Regions from separate parts of the Rattus norvegicus genome. Here region 2 is linked to region 1. A link is a contact called in public Hi-C data. All regions are on one chromosome and are shown on one strand. The core of a region is the stretch at or near the end of the contact, and the rest is flanking DNA. Distances in the headings are between cores, read along the strand shown.

Region 1 (2,614 bases), core at 63-2,562:
TTCAAAAAAAAATTCCCCTGGGAAGTGGGCTCTGAATTGGTTAATAATGTGCAATACTTGCTAAATTGCTGACTTCCAGATGTGGAAAATATCTTTCTTGTTTAGGACCTATGTAACCTGATTGGATTACGACAGAAGCGTCACGTTGGAAGCTTTTGAGTGATTATTTAATTAACCATACAGTAGAAAGCTGTATTCTCCAGGAAATCCCTTCCATATTTGCATAACCAATCCCTTCAGAGCAAAGGTGGAGTCTTTTCTTTTTAATTTTACTTTAATTGCAATATCAAAAAATATGCACTTCAAAACTTAGACCCCACACAGTTTAATGTCACCATCTTCTTTCTTTAGTCCTAAGCTCCTCTAGCCTTTCTCCTTCCTCCTCCTGTCCCCAACCCCTGACTTAGTAGTGTGGTCTGCATGACATGTAGAGAGATCCAAAGGTTAGCCAACATAGTGAACTTCTGTGTTAATCTAGAGACCCTTTATTAAAATGCCAAAGTACTTTTAATATAGGGATCCAATCCAGAAGCCCCCCCTCTCCACACGCTCGCGCGCGCGCGCACACACACACACACACACAGAGAGAGAGAGAGAGAGAGAGAGAGAGATCCTAAGTTGCAGTGCATAAGTACTATTTTCCTCCCCTAGCTCTGGCATCTTTAAAATAATAATAATAATAATAATAATAATAATAATAATAATAATAATAATAATAATAATAGAAGGGCAAGAATTTAGTTCCCAAAAAAAAAAACGGTGCTTGAGATATCCATACAACTTGATGAGCACCTCAAGCCTAGTCACCAGAGATATCTGTGTAAGAAAAGAGATCTGCATGGAAGATCCAAGATCTTTCCCTTTAACTTTCGCCCCTCGGAGTTCTCCAGTTCTGTGAATGGTGTGCACCGTTTTCCGCCCAGTACTCTGAAGGATTTAGTGATGAGGATAATGATGCCAAAGACTTGACGGGGGGGGGGGGTTGGGGGGGCGTGGAGAAGGGAGGGAGGGAGGGAGAGAGGAAGGGAGGGAGGTGGAATTTCATTTCTTCCACTAAAGCGTTTGCGGAGACTTCAAGGTATAATCTATCCCAGATCCTTTCCCAGAGAGAAACTTGGCGATCACGTTTTCACATGATGCTCACGCTCAGGGCGCTTCAATTATCCCTCCCCACAAAGATAGGTGGCGCGTGTTTCAGGGTCTCTCTTCTCTCCCCTACAGAAAAGAAAAAGAAAAAAATGTCATTAGAAGAGGCGTAACACGTCAGTCCGTCCCCAGGTTTGTGTTTCCTGGAGTGGCCGAAAAGAGATCAGTTCTAACCTGCTCGGCAGGAATAACGGTCCTGCCTCCCGACACTCTTGGCGAGGTTTTGTTCAGTTTGCTCCGGGAGCTGTTTCTTCGCCTCCACCTTTTTCTCCCCCACACTTCGCGGCTTCTTCATGCTTTTTCTTCTCACCATTTCTGGCCAAAACTACAAACAAGACTTCGCAGGTAGGTCCCCCCCCCCCTTCTTTTCCTCCTCTTTTTATCCTTTTTTGGTGTGCTTGTCCCCCATCCTCCCTCTCTAATTTTCTCATTTCGAGTGGGGATGTTAGTCTGAAGAGAGCCGGGTGTCTGTGGACAGGAATTTCAGGTGGTTTTAGCTCCTCGGTGGCAGACTTTTCCCAAGAGTGGCTTCTTTGCTTTCTCTTGCTTTCCTTTAGTCTCTCTTTCCTTCCCTCTCCCTTTCCCCACCTCCCCCAGTAATTTGCTCTGTACCTGTCCATTCAGGTAACCAAAGGTGTTTTTTGCTACATAGTCTAGGAAAAGTTTTGCTGAGAACTGTATGGCTGGGGTAAAAAAACTCATCAAGTGGAGAGCTTCTGCTTTGTTCTCACACCGACTTCCAATTCATTATATCCAGCAATTAAAACTTGGCAAATACCTGTTAATAATTATAAAACTTATTCGAGAAAGACCTACCAAATTCGGGAGCAAGTCCTTCTCTTAGACATGGTAGTCTAATCTTTCCCACCGGAGAAGGCTGTTTTCTAAGCAGAAACTTGACTGTTTTTGTCTGCCTAGCGAGTTTCATTTCTTTATTTCATTCTTTGTGTGTGTGTGTGTGTGTGTGTGTGTGTGTGTGTGTGTGTGAAGTAACACCTCACTTCTGTGATTATAAATAAAGAAGTGAAAGTTCTCTTGGAACTTGAGTCGTTTACCAAAGTGAATTGGGGGGGGGGTCCACTACAGCTGGGAAGAAAACTGCTGTCAGGATAATAGGGTTAAAATTAGGGTAACTTTTGAAATTATATTTTAAATGACCAAGTAATATACACATGGATTTTTTTTATGGAACCTCTCTCTCTCTCTCTCTCTCTCTCTCTCTCTCTCTCTCTCTCTCTCTCTCTCTCTCTCTCTCTCACACACACACACACACTCACACACACACCCTTCCAGACTTTGAGACTGAAAAGTTGGAGTTCAGGAGTCACAGACATAGTGGTGAGCTCAGCTAACATAAATGTGTTTATCTCCCACCTACTTACGTGTTTCCCATGCTACCCCTCTAACGAGGAGGGCAAGAGTGCTTGTTCCAGAAATTAAGACTAACATTCACAAATAAAGTTTACAG
Region 2 (2,614 bases), core at 46-2,545, 720 kb before region 1:
TGTCTAAAGGGCCATGTCTACAATGGGAAGAAATGTTTTCCATGTGAGATTTGTTTGAGAAGACACAACACAGTGAAAATATCTCTTCTAATTCTTAAATGAAACAAGTCAATGTAGGATTAGTTGAATGTAATCAAAAGCTGTAACTGGATAAATCAAATGGAGAGATTCAGAATGTAGAGTTTGCATGTACTTCATGATGGTCTCATATAGAGTTACCATGTTAATCAAACCATTGCTACTTTCATTTGATTCACATCCCTTCTTCAGCCGTCACCTGAATTTCAATTATATTTTGAAATGCCTTAGATTCCCAACCATAATATGTCTATATGATGTGACTTGAATTTGTAAAAATTTTACATGTTTTAGGCCTAAGAGTCACCACTTGCTGGACCTTTCTCTTCTATAAATAACCCAATCTTTTTGTTTATCCCAAATGTATTCTGTTAGTCTATGGCAGAGGTAGAGTGGCAGGCTACTGACTTACACCACTCCTGCCAGATCGCACATTGTACAGAGAAATTCAGTAGGAGTTACCACAAAAAGCATTATCTCTCACCCTGGGAGGTTTGCCCTTCTTGAGAAAAGTTGAAAGAAATACAGGGAAGTCCACACTAATCCCCTTCACAGTTTACCAGACTGAGAATACAACACAGCATCCGGAGACACAAGTCCATGGGCACTTTTGAGAAGCCGTCTGGAAGGGGTGGATTCAGAGATAGAAGCAAAAAAGTATTTTCCTGCAGAACCCATTCTGATTCAGAACCATAATACACAGCCCTTAAAACTGCCAGTGTTATCCAGCAGCTGAAGCACCGTAAGCTAGTGTGCTTATGTTTAAAATGCAGAAGGCACCTTTCTGTTGCTTTTATTTCACTGTGCCCTGGGACGAGGATAACTTTTGTAAACATTCATTTATCTTAATAAGATTGTGCTTTCATAAAAAACCATTAATTCTATGATAAGTTTCGAGGGGACCTAAGGGTAAAGCTGGCAGATAAAGTAAAACACTCGATCTCTTTCCCACAAGAACTCCTTCTCACTCCTGGAAAACGTTTAAAAGCATAGTCACTGCGATGCAGCTCAACAGAAACAAGGAAGGCTAAGCTGTAATACTGTGGCCAAGGAGAACAGGAGAGTATGGTGTGCTTTATGTGTTTGCTGGGCACATAGGTCTCCCTCTTCTTACCAAGGAAGACAGAGAGAGAACATAAGCGAGCAAACTGTAAGGGAAACTATCTGAGTGAGAGAACTGACTGGTGACTCAGTTGCTGCCTGTGGAAATGAATCACAGGAATGCAACAGAAAGAGGGGGAGGGGTGTCGGAGAGAAGGTCAAACCACGGACTGTCTTAAGGTGGGGAGATCAGGCAAATCCCGGAAAGATGGTGTCCAGTAATCAAAGCCAAATGAAGAGAAATATCCCACGTAATAAAGTCGAACTTACTAAAATTTAATGTAAAGAGAAATCTGACAGTGACTTCAGAAGGATCAAACGTTAAATATACTTAAGTTCCAGTAGTGAGCGATTGTCCCTTTCCTGGCCGTCATCACAGTGGCCACTGACACCAACATGTTTTCTGGCTAGTGCTGTTTCTTCAGGAGCTCTAGGAAAGCCTGCAGTTCCTACTCTACAAGATTACGGTATCATGCTTGCCTGCTGGCCTACTTTCAGGAACAATAAAGCTGAGGGGTTTAACAAGTGTCTGAGTCCATGACAGAAACACTAATGATTTAAACTTTATGAGACATGGGAGGGACTTAAGTTCTAGACCATTGCTCCTACACCCATGACTGGGGCTTTGTCAAAGCCACAGAAACGAACACGATCCACAACTTCGTCAAGTATATACCATCCAGTATAGTGTTTCTCTCGGCCTAGCTAACCATACATGACTATTGCCAATTCTGCAGAACATGAGGAAAAAACAGATCACAGACCTGTAGTCATTCACTGAATGCAACTAATCTTTAGTAAGATGAGGAAAGGAAGTGTGCTTCTAAGAATGTACACCTATATTATGGCAGAAGCATCTGAAAGTCTGTATGAAAATTCTCACATCAGGCTAAACTAAAAAAAACAAAAAACAAAAAAAAACAAAACAAAACAAAAAAACCCAGAAATACAGAAAAACTAAGAACTGAACAGATCATGCAGGAAAAGCTCAGTGACTGTAATCCAAAGTGAGGAAGGAAATGCAAATGAAAATATTTCTTGTGATTCACAGTAAACAAACATTTAAACTGAAAAAAAAATCAGTCCCCAGTGATTTACTTGCAAGAGGGTAGCTGAAAACAGTTAAAAGAATAGCAGTACCAATAAATGTGAAAACCTAAGTGTTTTCAAGAATAAATTTAATGACAGCGAGTCCTGTGGTTTAAAAGTTTTTTGATTCCTTCTAAATCTCAACTTTAACCATGATAACCACTGTCAAAGTGTTGGGAAGCAGGTGGTTAGTGGACGGTGTCTGGGATAAAGCAGCACTGACCTTGTAAATGGATGGGTGAGTCAGTAACGCAATTGGTCACCTTTACTTACATAGTTCCCTCATGGCCTTCTTCCCATATGACGCCACCATTTAGTGATGCAACAAGAAAATCCATACCAGAAC

Evidence for each region. A called contact is a pair of places that touch in the nucleus more often than the background predicts.
Region 2: a contact with region 1 is called in a Hi-C map of the A7r5 cell line, with 3 times the contacts expected there. The contact joins the enhancer-like site here to the promoter of Zeb2 in region 1. A contact is called at or near these places in 1 of 12 Hi-C or Micro-C datasets (the A7r5 cell line) and 1 of 1 datasets of contacts at active chromatin or transcription factors (oligodendrocytes).

The regions. Positions count from the first base shown.
Region 1 is chr3:49,753,021-49,755,634 of GRCr8, reverse strand. Zeb2 (zinc finger E-box binding homeobox 2) reads left to right here and starts at 1,312. Exons shown (of 10, transcript NM_001033701.2): 1 at 1,312-1,491. Zeb2-as1 (ZEB2 antisense RNA 1) reads right to left here. Exons shown (of 3, transcript NR_132636.2): 2 at 1,321-1,471; 3 at 256-1,215.
Region 2 is chr3:50,469,917-50,472,530 of GRCr8, reverse strand. No RefSeq gene overlaps it. Among named protein-coding and RNA genes, the nearest start is that of Zeb2, 720 kb to the right of the region's middle. Within about 2 kb of position 1,295, at least 5 of the 93 cell types and tissues checked have an H3K27ac peak or open chromatin away from gene starts, as enhancers often do. A contact at or near this core is called in the A7r5 cell line, where this site is marked.